Linked DNA regions of Athene noctua: region 1 is linked to region 2. The links are chromatin contacts, called in public Hi-C maps. All regions are on one chromosome and are shown on one strand. Each heading gives the region's core, a stretch centred on a gene start, on an enhancer-like site or on the middle of the called end of the contact. The rest is flanking DNA. Distances are from core to core; before and after follow the strand shown.

Region 1 (6,837 bases), core at 575-3,074, 200 kb before region 2:
CCATACATGAGGAGCAAAGTTGTCTGTCTTCATTACAACTTTTCAGGTTTTGCTTCTGATTTCTCATCTATCAGGTCTTTAAATCCCAATTTTTCCAGTGGTTCGTTAGCCATAAGTTGCCTAAATTAAAAACAAAACAACAAAAACGTTTTGTATAGCACAGTCTATAACCAAGAGAATAGCAACACTTCCCATGTCATTTTGTATTATTTACTCTAAAGAAATCCGAGACATCCATACAGAGTGACTATCACTTGGCAAAGCCCCAGAAACTTCAGTTTTGGGAAAGCAATATTCAGGGATACTTTTTTCTTAACAGCAGTTTTCAAATTAAATGCATTGTTTCCTGATATGAAATATTGAATAACAGTTCCCTCAGAAATTGACCCGGCTCTTGGTTATCTTTAATTAACAGAGTGCGTAAGAGCTTCCTAAAATTCTACCCGTGCCATTTATCAAATTTTTAAGTGCGTTCGTAGTGCCACTATAGTTTGCTGTCATGATTTTCAAATGGTTTTTGATTTGCAGCCTTCCTCACCACCAGCCCATGCGGTGCATGCAAGCGTCCTTGTATTTACGCGCACTTAATAACGCCCTTTGTGCATTTCCCAATGAGCTCCCTGACTCGCCGCTGAACGGAAAGCATTACAAAGCAATGCAAGAATGGAAACATCCCTAGAAAACCAACCACCAACAGTTTTTTTCACTTAAACAGGGGAACAAGTTAAACTTTTAACTTGTAACCATAGCTAGGAAAAAAATAAAGCTTCACACTAACAAAGACGGTTGTGCACAGTGGAAGCTGGCCCAGTCTCGCAGTTATCCCGCCCTTCGGGCTGGATATCTACACGACATCAAAAACATAAGCCAAGTAAATCGCTAAAGCCACAAAGGGCACCTGCCCCTTGCACGGACACGAGCTTCGTGAAGGAACGCGTCCACTGCGGGTTCCCTTCCCCTCCCCGCCAAGGGACCCCCGCGGCTTCCCAGCCCCGGGGGCCGCTCAGCCCCCCGCCGCCGGGCCAGGCCGTGGGGGGCCCCGGGTACCACTCGCCTCTCCATGCGGCACTCCAGGTAGGCCATGGCGCGCTGCCGGCAGGCACCGCTCTCGTAGCCGCTGTCGCGGAGGCACTCCATGAACCGCTCCTTGAAGGCGCTGCACTCCCCTGAAAAGAGACAGCGAGGGCCGCGCTACCGCCGGGCTCAGGCGGCGGCCCCGGGGCCCCCTGGCCCGGCCCGCGGAGGGCTGAGGGACAGGAGGGGTAGGCCCGGCGCTAGGCCGCGGGGAGGCCAGGCCCGCGCTACCGCACCGAAGTGATCCAGCGGGAAGGCGCCCTTGTCCGGCGGCCGCGGTTTGAAGCTTTTGCTGCTGAAGTTCATGGCGGTGGACATGTCGCCGGCTGGGGAAGGGGGGACGCGGCCGGGGCGGGCCGCGGGTCCCTCCGGTCACGGAGCCGCCGCCGGGGGGAGCCGAACACCGAGCGCCGCCGCCTGCCGCGAGCGCCGAGCGCACCGAGCAGGACACGTGACCGCTGCTGCGCGGCGGAGGGGGCGGGACCACGCCGCTATGGCAACGGCTTGGGCGTTGCTACGGCAACCAGAGCGCCGCGCTCCTGCGAGACCCCTCGCCGGGAGACGCGGGGCGTCGCCACGGCAACGCAACAGGGCGGGCGGGGTGACGTCACTGCCGCAGGCCTCGGCCCCCGGCGCGGGTCACCATGGAGACGCCGCCGGTGGCCGCCATGTTGGCCGGGGCCGGCGGCCTGCGGCTGGCGGCCGGGTCGGACCCGCCTGAGCGGGAGGGTCGGGCCGGTGGCGTTCCCGCTGCGCTCCCGCTGCCCCCGCACCCCGAGCTCGATCGACCTCTGCGAAATAAACCGTCTTCTCATAAAACCAGTTGTTTTTTTTCCTGAGTTACCACTGGACTCTGAATGGGGAGGGTGGGAGCGATGGTCACGGGCAGGCTGCCTCCTGAGGGGCAGGGAAAAATGGTTTCTCCTCCCAGCGTTGGGAAAGGAAGGGAGAAGGGGCAAAACTCAAGAGTCTGGTGTAAGAAAATCTGTTTATACAGGATCCAGCCTAATCCAAGCATCTCCCATTGCTGCCCAGGAGCTGATGGTCAGGGCTGGGGTTGAGGCCGGGGTCCTCCTTGCCCTCCGCCTCAAAGAACAAGTTCCTCACCCGGCACTGCTGAACACTGAGGCACGACTCAAAAACCACATTTTTCAGGAGCCGGGTCTGGCTGGCGGTGCGATCCGGGAGCCCTGGGGATCAGCGCGCAGAGCTGAGGCACCCTCGGGAGGCGTTATCAACTTTCCTTAGAAACCCCTCAGGATTTCAGAAAAGCCATCCCTGTCCTGCTGCAGTGATGTGAACTCTGCCATCAGCCACCCATGGCGGCAGCGACGTGATTGCTTATCCCTCGTTAATTCTCAGTTTAACAGCCGTGCACCAACCTGATGGACAGCATCGAGTTATTTTGTGCTTCCTACAAGCGATGGGTGAGCATCCCATCAGGCCAGGAACGATGAGGCCAGTAAAACCAAGTGGTTGTTGGCAGGTGCTTGGGAAATAGCGAACTTCCAGGTCCTCAAGACAGATAACGAAGAAAAACACCCCTTTCCCCTTTGTCCACAGGTTTACAGCATACTCTCTGCAGAGCCTCAGATCTCATCCTGAAAGGAGGATGAGAAATGGGGTTAATTTAACCTACCTAAGTGCAAACTGTGGATTATGCTGTTAGAGTCTTTCTTCTTCTTTGCCCATAGCTGCAATTGGTTTAAGATGGTCTTTCATCTGTTTTAAGTTGATTTTCTTTTAATTAAATGACTGAGATAAGTAGTAAGAATGCAAGGCTGTTTAAAAAAAGCAACAGATGCAATTGTTAAGGACAGCCATTATGAAAATATTACCTGCTGCCCCATTTAAAGTGCATTTTGTTTATGCTTTGATTGCTTCCTTATTACAGTATTGAAATTGTAAATGGAAAATTACACCGTGTTCTATTACATAAGCAACTGGTTTACACAGCCTGAAATATAAGATTTTATTTCTTACTATGTTTTCAGCACTATGAACAATAGATGTTTTTTATTATACGGTAAATAGCGCTTTTCCACTTGACTTCGTTATAACACTTAACAGTAAAAGGGAGATACTTCTCTTTCATAAATACCTGCAGCAAACTGTCTCCCAGATCTCAGGGGACTGAGCAGCAGAGAAGCAGCTTTGGTTTATCTGACAAGCTTAACCAAAGTATCAAGGCACTTGATTTTATCAAACTGCCCAAATTATGTTCCTTAGTTTCTGGCACAGCAGCTGTCTTGCTGATTCCTCATGTGATGAAGGAAGAAATCAAAGGAAAAAGATATACAGGGATCCCACAGTGGAATTATTCCCAGACGGCGACAATCCTATGCAAAGGCTATATCAATATGCTGTATTACATTATATCCAAATATTTTGATTACCTATTAATTAACTCAGTGTCTGCCTTTGGAGTCTTAAATTTTGTAGTTACCCAAATTCAGGTCAGGTGTACTAGCAAGTGTTTGATTATGCTTGCTTAATGTTTTTATTGCATGTTAGTTGTATCTTCTAGAGTTTCCTTTAAAGGTACAGTTTGTCTTAGAATCTAATACATGTGCTTTAGCAGTTTAGTATGTGTTTTTCTCAAGGAGATCAAATGAAACCCCCATTAGATAATCAGTGTGAAGAAAAAAAACCCACCTCATTTTCAGATTAAGCCAACCAGTTCCAAAAGAATTCAATAGAAACAGTGCCACAAAGAGCAGTGCCACAAACAGAGAATTAAATGCTTTTCACATATTATCTTTCAAAGAAGTGAGAGACTTTCAGGGCACCAGGGAAATCTGAAATAGCTGTTTTAGTAAAAAAGGTGCCCATTGTAGAAGAAAAATCAGATAATTTGAAAAGCACCCAGTGTTTTACAGTATCTCTAGTCTGGAGTTCTGAGCCTTTTCCAAAAATTAGAAGGCTCAAATTAGAAGGCTCCCCAAACTAAAGAAAATCTTGGATCTTCCTCTTTCAAGTTACACAGCTTGATAGATTAAAAAAAAAATTGCTTTGCTTGCATCAGAGCTGTTAGTCATTAATTATGGACTAAGGAGTCCTTAATTATGGACTAAAGTAACATTTTTTAAATGCTTGCTCTTTTACAACATTCTCATATCACACTGAAAACTTCTTCCACAATCGGTGCTTATCTGTCAGTTGTACAAATGTACCTTCAAAAGGAGATTTTACACACTTAGCGTTACTTTTGGAAGCACTGAACTGAGTAATACATCAGGGCAGAACCTTTATTCCTTTTTATGGGCTGGGTAGAGTCCAGGACTTTCATTGTTTTCCCTTGGTCACCATGCTGCATCTTTTAAGAGCCTACAGATTCAAATTATCAGGTAGTTAATTTGAAAATAATTTATTGACAAGCTCTGAGAGGCTTTGAGTAAAGTACTAGGGGATTTTGTAGCTTGACTTGGGATAGCTGTAAGAAATTAATCAGTTGAACAAGACCAAGCACATTCAGACACTGGAATTTGTGCCCTTGAGACTGCTGTTCCCAGCCCAGGCACAGAACACACCTCAGAGAAACATCCTTCCAGGATCACTCATTCCTACGCCTCACCCTCGTGCGGCGAGCACGCCGCCAGCTCTTACATAAGGGCTCTTGCTACATCACTGCCACAGGGGCTGTTGTAAACCATTTTTCTCTCTTTTAATTCAGGTTCCTAGACAAGCAAAAATGCAGAATATTGCCAGAATAGTCTGGGGAATGGGGATTTCTGTTGTAGATGATTAATGGAATATTATTGTTTTGCACTTACAGGGAAATCATAGTTTCATGCCAGTAAGGTCAGGGCCTTAATATGTTATGTGCTCTACAAAGATGTACAGAACGATAGCTCGTTTTCTGTTATGACCGCGCCAAAGCCTCATCAGGTTAGAGGGGAACGTGGTAGAAATAGTAACACTGCACTGAAAGCCAAAGCAAACTTTTTTTCTTGCGTGCTAGTTGCAATTCTGGGATATCTAAATCTACATCTCTATCTGCACCAAGAAAGGGGGCCCAAAAGTAAGATGTTGGGACCCTGGCTCTGTAGATACCTACCAGCTAATCATCCTGTGTGATATGCCCCAAACTGCCCTTGGATTAATATAGTTTCTGCAATACTGTACTGAGATAGAGTGAAACTAGAAACCCAGAAGAAAAAGATCCTTGGAGCTATATTGAGGCATTTCATTTGTTCAGTCATATTTTAAAAACACATTCTTCATAACTTGACCTCCTCAATACTAAATTCCCAGGTCAGACTTCCTTGGCTTGTTGGTGTAAGTGTGGAGTCTGGAAGATCATGCTCCTGGCTACAGTCACAATGGATTTTACCGCAAATATTTTACATATATGCATATTATAAAGTACATTACCAGCACCAGATCCCAGGATCTCCCATGTATTTTGTCACTGAGTAAGATCCATGAAGGAATGACATCTATTCAGTCCAAGAAGAAGGGTTTTTAAAACAACAAAGTTCCTGAGAATGATTTGTGACTAAAAGGGGTAAATGCTTAACATGAATAGGAAATACTGATTTGCGGATGGGAAGAAGCAGGTGTAATCCAATAAAACAATGCAATAATTATGAAAAATTGAAAGAGGTCACAGTCGGAAAGCTTTTGATTTCTTCTTGCACTGGCATTTGTCAAGGTGAGCGAAATCCATTAGCAAGGAGCAGCCTGAGTTTTAACACATCTGAGTCTTTAAAAATGTTAATGTTTAATAGGGTGTGCTCATGCTTTATATGTCCCTGATAACAATGCACGGGCTGATAGGCATCTCTTGAGGTTGTAAATCAGTGGCAGAGCCTTGCAAGGCACACAAATACTTGGTGTTCACCCTCATGGTTTATTGTGTTATCAGAATTCATTGACTGAATTATGGCCTTGTAACAGCTCTTTCTCTGCATTATCCTGCTGTTACTGTAGCATTATTAACCTATGTCCCATTAGAAGATTATATGTCGTTCTCCAGATGAGCACACAGAAGTTAGATGACTCTGTGGCTGTTTAATGTACAGGCTTATTTTCTAGGAGGATCTGATTATTTCCCTAATCTGTGCCCACAAAGTCTGCTTACCTGAAGATGATATCGATTCTGGCTGGGACTGGTAGAAAGACAGACATGTGAGCAGGGAGCAACATTTTCTCCCCAGTCATGTGTGGGATGCCTCACCTGCAAGCCAACAACTCAGTTGTAGGCTGTGTTCAGGACTGCATACTGGAAGCCAAGGTATGTGAGGAAGAAATGGAGATGAGGACATCATGTTAGTTGTATTTTAAAACTGCAGGGATGCCCTCCCACTGGAGAACTCATCCATCATTTCCCAAAGTGCATGCATCAGTCCAGCAGGTTGCAAGTCCATAGACTCGTGACTGGAGAAAGGATTTCACACTGTGTTATCACCAGGTACTACCTGAAGCTTTAGTCTGGAAGCCCTTGAGAAGGTGCTCTCACTTTCCACAGCAGTAGCCAGTTCTACTCCAAGAGAGAACTGGTGTTTGTATGTAAATAGAAACAATACATTTCCTCCACTGGTACCCAACTGGACCCATGTAGGTTTTTTCCTCACTCTTGCTGTATTTTGTAAAGTCTCGAGAGTCCCAGTGGTCACACCATTTGCTCAGAGAAGAGTCTGACAGAACAGATATTCTTAGAAATGTCTGGAAGAAGAGGGTGCAGACCAAGACATCACAGTTGTGCAGCAAATCTTAAGACAGATACGACCATCCATTGCTCTCCTTTCTTTGCCCACCCTG
Region 2 (6,890 bases), core at 384-2,883:
GCAGTTTCCTTACCCTCTGCTTTTGCTGTGCTGGATTGTATTTGCAGCTCTTATCCATGTGGGCTCCAACCACAATATCTGGTATTTCCCCTTTCTGTATTGGGATGGGTGCATTACAGAGTGGACACACTGGAACCTGCACATTCTAAGAACATAAAACACAGATTAGAAGTCCAACTCAATTATTTTGCTGTCCTTCCCCTTCTCTTACCCATGGGTGATAGAAGTGTATTCACAAGTGGTTTACATTCTACTCATTTAGTAATGCTTTTAAAGATGTACTTCAAAGGCAACTGCAAATCATTATCCTAAAGTGTCAGACATGCTTTCCCAAATCAATTTGTAGCAACACATTTGGTAAGTTGACTTTAAATATGCTTCTAAGCTTTCTGAAATTACAGCCTTTGAACACCTCAAAGCCCAAGTATGGGCCAGAGATCAAAGTTTAGCTCCACATATTCTATTTATTTATTCTGTAGTTTCATATTTTCTGTCCTTTAGCTTAAAGGACCAGGGCTGCAAAAAGTTTTAGGCCACAATACATTGCTTAAAATATAAGGCACTCCTCTCTGGGAAGATGCTGTGTAAGTGAAACAAACTAGAATCTAATAGTACTGACCTCTGAAATTTTATGTTTCTGTATATTTGAAAATCAGCTCTATCATTAACTTATAACTTGTGGTTCTCACATCTGCTCCTATTAAAATCACATGTCAAGTTTCAGAGCAGCCTTTATACATGACTTGGCAATTTTGCAGTGTGAATCACTGACTTGCGTAAGAACTTACTTTCTTGTAGGCAGAGCTGCACTTGTGGTCATCATAACGGATGTGATCTTTACAGAATACTTCCCCACATGCATCACATTTCAGAGGAAGGAAGTCTGGGAGAAAAATTTAAAAAAGAAAACAGATTCTTATGGAGCAGAGCTAACAGCTGTAAGACTACTCATAAAAAACTACAAATAAATTCTAAAGCAAATATTTTTTGCCTAGTCACAATCCAGTTACATCTAGAGGAAGTATGTAATTCTCCACAAATGTTAAAACTAAAAAAAAAAAGTAAGAGTGATGTTTTCCCTCTTTTTATCCACAAACAGTTGTAAATACGTCAGAAGCTCCTTGAATACAGAACCTCTAGCGAGGCATTAGTCAAGAGCTAGGAGTTGAAGTACAAATCCAAAGCCCCGGCTCAAAAATCTTTTTATTCTTTAAAAACCATCCCTTAACAGTTTAACAACATACAAGAACAAAATACACCGGGCTCAACTGTCACCCCGCTACCAGACCTATTTAGGGGGATCACAGAAGCCGCACTGGTACCCGCTACTAACCACAGCACCCTCCTGCAGGGGCGGGGTGCAGGATTTGGGCCCCCCAGCACAGGACCTACCGCCCCTTACGAGTGCCAGCCGGCGGGGTGCTGGGGGAAGGTGCGAACTCGGGGTCCCGATCCCCCCCGCCCCGCCTTACCCAGCTGCCTGCAGGCGCGCTCCGAGCAGTGCCGGCCCAGCCCCGGGAGCTCCATGGCGGCCAAACAACGGGGCCTTCCCCACGGGGGCGCAGGGCGGCCGCCGCCGCCTTTATGCGCCTCCCGCTGACTCACCCGCGCGCACGTGCTGAGTCACGCTCCGGCCCGCCCCGGCCACCGCGGATGACGTCACGGCGGGACGAGCCAATAGTGACCCCCGCCCTCCGTCGCCGTCTGCTGCGTGTTCTCGGCGCTCGGCCAATCAGCGGCCGGGGGCGTGCTGAGTCATGCTGCGGGGGCGGGGCCGGGGCGGGGCCGAGCTAGGAGTGGGTCGGCGGGAAGGGAGAGGGGAGGGTGCGGAGGTGAGCTGAGGGTGGGGGCGCGGCGCGGCGCGGTGCGGTGCTGAAGACAGGGGCCTCTCCAGCTTCCCCAGGGGATGCAGCCGCAGGCCACAAGCAGTCCTGCAGCTGTGAGTACCGTGTTGTACGGGCGCTCCACGGGGCGGGAGTGCAGGGCTGTCCTGGCTGCGGGACACGTCTCAAATAAGGGCACGTGGGAGAGTGACCCAGAAAAACCCATGTCGGACTGGTTCACTCCAGAGGACACTACAGCATCTCAGCCCTTTGCCTTTTACATTTCATTTTTTCACCAGGGTTTAGGCTGTGGCACCATCCCTCTGGACTGTGATGCTTCACTCATGTTATTTCCAAACTTTATAATAAATCCAGAGAGCTCGGTGACAGAGGCTGTTCTCATCGCAGCAGGCTGATGCTCAGGGCCCCGCTGCAGGATTCAGCACGTGCTGACTGGTTTGGGTGGGCAAGCATCAGCTGCAGCTGTGGGTTTGCAGAAGTCAAATGGATAAAAAGTTTCCCTGCTGGTCTCTTTTTAAATGCTTATCTCACTTTAACAAGGCACCTCAAGATCAGGGTGTAGTTTAGAAATTTTGATCTTTGAGTGTGTGTAACAATATGGCTTCACACAGAGGAGGTGAGGACTATTGATTTAATGACATTTGTTACGGGATTGAGAAATGGACAAAATGTTGTTTTGCCTCTGGCCTCCCCAGAAAACACCTGACTTTCTCCTGTAGTACATGACTCAGATGCAGAGTGGAGCTATGAGATCGAAGAGGAGCTTTAGGAAGGCATGTAGTAACTGACTGCACAGGCTAATTTGTGCTGTCAAAGTCTGGGAATGGCATGTGCCACTCATCTGTCTTCCACGTCACCCTGCCACGCGGCATTCGCGTGACTCCTGCTGTGCGTGCCAGCTTACAGCCGGCCGCACCGATGTTACGGGCTTCCTGGCAGCACAGACCTGATGGGCTAAATGATATCATGTCATCAGCCAGATGTTCTTACCAGGCTATCCCACGCCTGGTAAGAACATCCTATTCCTGGATGGGTATTCCTGGACCCATAACATTACCCAAGGTCCTTCTTTAAAGCCCTTCTTTCAGAAAACAACTGCAATGACAGAGCACTAGCCTGCTGCAGGTCTTTGGTTTGCAAAGGGCTAACTCTGATTTTGTCTCCTGTGGCACTTGCTGCATGGGGTCTTCTCGGACAGCTGTGCCATGTCCATGCCAGGAGCACCCACAACCCCCCCCTGGGGGCACCCGGGGGGTGTGAGGTAGCCCCACCAGGAGATCCCAGTTCAGGTCTGGGAGCAGTGTGAAAGGCAGTGCTGTGCCGAGCGGACTGAGTCCTGTCCCTCTGCCCAGCATGGCTGTAGACACATAAACTTTGGAAACTGATGTGAGAAGAGACCTTCTGGGTCATTCAATTCAAGTCCCTATTAAATATATAACTACTACATGTAATCCCCTTCATAAACAAACCAAACCCGATGTTAAAAACTGTTTATTCCCATCAGAAGGCTGTCTCACAACCCCACTGCTCTCATGAAAAAAAGAGAGCTTCAAGTTTCTAGCATAAAATTTTTCCTGGCCATCTGCCTTCAAAGCAGTATTGTCCTTTGATTTACATAGTTTCTTTTCACTGTGTCTGTATAACCCGCAGCTGAAGGAAAGAAGCTTTGAATTGTGTAAGTTAGAGCCATCATTGTCTGGCTGCGTCCTAGAAGAGTGTTCTGCAGCAGTGGTGGATGTTTCCATCAGACATCACATTGTTCATCTGCTGATGGTCCCATCCCTGGGCAATGGCTGCCCTTCTCCTTGCCAGCAGAACCTACCTCTCAAGTCATATCTGATGCAAACCCTGGTGCTCTCAAGCCCAGGAAGTGCTTTAGCAGTCAGTACTCCTTTTAGCACAAAGACGTGTCTGGTACTTGAAAATACAGCCATGCAGCATTTTCCACCAGGTTCCTTTGGCCCATGACGTGTGATTGCAAGGATTTCCCTTGACTGAGCTGACCCAGCTACCTGATGTCTGCCAGGGCGGTGGGGGGCAGCCAGATCATGGCACACACCCCTACTTTTCTTGTTCTGATCTTGTTGGTTTTGACAGTTGGGAATGGGAGAGTGTTAAAAAGAAGGAGGAAACAGAAAAAAAAAATCCAAATATAAACAGTAATAGAAAGTTCAATTATACAAGATACTTGAAGACCTGTGCTTCATTATGCATCTATACATCAGCTCCATTGTACTATTTACACAACACTCAAGAATTCAGGAAGTGCAAAGAAAACCACATGCCCTACTGAGCTCACAGACTGATTTTTTTTTTCATATAAAGCACCTACCCAGCACCTAAGAGGAGTGGGACCCCAGTGATCTCCCCAGGAAGGCTTGCCAAAAAAACAGTGGGGCCAGCTAAGTGAAGAGGCTGGTGTCTTTGTTGGCTGGCTGATGCTGCGCTGGAGACTGGAGATCCGCTGCCAAAGGGATCATGTTTTATGGTGGGGAAGGGAGGAGTTTGCGTATGGATAACAACAGAAATGGCTCTGCGCAGATTAGATGCTCTTAAGGAAGACTGTAAATCCCAAGTCTAGAAACCCACATAGTACAGGCAGCCGTCTTAATAGAAACGAGGATTAGAAATTAGCTGAGGTCTTTAGTGATATTTTTAGAAGGTTGCTCCTGACAGGTTAGGCTGCTGAGAACCAGAGGCAAGTGCCGAACCCCATATTACCCGGGAAAGGATCACACAGTGCAGCGTGTGATTAGAGGCTGGCTAGCTTAGCGACAAGGGAGATAGGTGGGTTAGAACTGATTCGGGAGGAATTAGCAAAGGAAATTGCTTGAGAAGCAGAATTTGATTAGGGGCAGCCAACATGGATTTATGAAAGGAAAGCTATGTGTAACTAACTTGCTGGAGTCTGGGGGAGGTACCGTTCCTGGTAGCCTCCGGTGTGTTGGTTTTATATAACCTGATCTGCAAAGGGAAGGCCTGGCCATTGCTACCGGAGTGGTGACAGTGGCTGAGATGGATGGCGGTCACCTCCCTCCCCTGTCTCTGCACCATCTCTTTACCTCCTCTTTTCCCCTCCATCCCTTTTACTCCTTTTCTAGTTTTTTTAGTAGAGGAGGGCTATTGTTTTTTCCTTTGTCCTGGATTCTGCTCTTTGTCCTTCCCCTCCTCTCCCATGGGACCTGGGAATGCCTCTCGACAGTTCTGTAGGGGGTTAAACGCCACCATCCACCCCACCTCGACAGCACTATCTGCTTTAGGACCCACACTGCATCCTAAAGAGGGAATAAAACACAGCCTTCCTCAGCTTCACAAATGTTTGATCCTCCAAACAGGGCCCCAAGAGTTGGGGCTAGTTGAAGAAGGCTAGAATTGCTCTGCAGAAAACAGAAAATCCTCAAAGAGCCTCAGACCTGCACACCACTCCCCTCCAGTATGGCCTGTCCAGCCTGGTAGAGAACAAGCATGGAGGAGCAAAGGCCAAGTGAGACTTGACCCAGCTGAAGGGACCACCGTGCTGCCCAGAAGAGAGAGAAGAGGTCTTCAAAGACCTTCCCTGTCCCCTCTGTTGTGGCAGCTCTAATTGCATGGCTGGAGAAAGTCCTTGCTGCTTTTCAATGCTACAGCTGACATGATGGAAAACCCAAATGGGACAGCCTAAAGGTGGCTTTTTTTCCTCCTGTGCAGCCTGCCTGCTAGGTCAGGGCGACATTTGTGGGATGGCAGGGGATGCCTGTCCTGCATTGCTGCCAGCCACGGACAAGGCATGGATGGGGAGACAGGAATGTGTCTGGCTCCATCCTGTCTCTCAGGGCATGGTCTGTCCCCTTCCCACCAAGGTGTGTTATGACAGGCAGCACCGCACAGAGATGACCGTGGCCAAAACAGCTAGTTTATCCACCTCCTCTCTGTCTTGTGTGCTCCAGACTCCTCCCAGCCCTGTCTGAAAACCACGGACAAGTCCCCTGTCCCCAAAGTCCCCAGGGCCACCCCACTGGCCATGGTCCTCCCGGACCAGCCAGGAGCATCCTGCTTGCTGCTCCAGCTGCGGAGCCGCTGCTCCAGCATTAACGTTCAGGTGACTCCAGCCCACATTTGCCTCTTTAGGTCTCTGAACTCCAATCCCATCATCCTGCATTTTGGCTCATAATTTCGTGTCTCTTAAAACTGAATTTTATTTTTATTGCAATGACCCTGTGGTGCTGCCAGATCCCTCTGTGGACGAGACATGACATCTCCATTACATAGCTCAGATAAGTGTCTTAAAGAGACCACACACAAAGGAACCTAATGGTGCCTATTTTTATTAGGTTTATTACAGGAGGGGAAGTAAAGCAGTCCGATCTCCCCACAGGATACTCTGTTAACAGCAGCAGACAGAGAGGAGAGATCTGTGGAGGCGGATCAGTTTTCCAAGAATATTAGCTACTGCTGCTCTAAAATTAGAGTCTAGGGAGAGCAGACAGGTTGACATAATTGAAAGGGCTGTCTTATGGGATGACATAGTTAAACGAGCCCATGATCAGCTTTAGAGTGACAGCTCAGCGACTTCTCCTAATCCCCAAAGGAGCACTGAGGCTGTGATTTAACTAGTCCTGGATCTTATCTTGTGATGATGTCAATATTATTAGAACTCATTTCTAAAGAGGTGCCTCCAAAATCACTGTACATGAACCGACTGGTTTTACAGGCACGATTCTCCCGAAGCTTCACCCTGCAAAGCCCATAGTTGACAGAAACACTCCTCTGCTGCCCTTCTTACATACCCGATCCTGTGTCCGTGGGCAGGACTACAGGGGCAGACCCAGAAACAGGATTAAGAACCTCATTTCAGGCTGGAGCTGAAAAATGTCCTTGAGCTGCCCATTTTATTCAACATAATTTAATATCAAACACAAACTAACAAAGTTAGAGGTGAAATATAATAGCAGGAACCCCATAAAAAGTAACCTAATCTGTAAGATAAATAGACAACACTTTAGCCTGGGGAGATAGCAAATAAAAGAGAAATATGAGCAGAGTCGTTCTCAATTCATAAGTAACTTT

The links. A called contact is a pair of places that touch in the nucleus more often than the background predicts.
Region 1: a contact with region 2 is called in a Hi-C map of heart, with 2.3 times the contacts expected there. The contact joins the promoter of COX19 here to the promoter of ZFAND2A in region 2. A contact is called at or near these places in 2 of 2 Hi-C or Micro-C datasets (heart and liver).

What each region holds. Positions count from the first base shown.
Region 1 is chr15:9,497,477-9,504,313 of bAthNoc1.hap1.1, reverse strand. It overlaps COX19 (cytochrome c oxidase assembly factor COX19), which reads right to left and starts at 1,824. Exons shown (of 4, transcript XM_074919659.1): 1 at 1,311-1,824; 2 at 1,055-1,166; 3 at 7-120. The coding sequence starts at 1,392. The coding sequence ends at 33.
Region 2 is chr15:9,297,841-9,304,730 of bAthNoc1.hap1.1, reverse strand. ZFAND2A (zinc finger AN1-type containing 2A) reads right to left here and starts at 1,633. Exons shown (of 6, transcript XM_074919308.1): 1 at 1,473-1,633; 2 at 789-883; 3 at 14-145. The coding sequence starts at 1,527.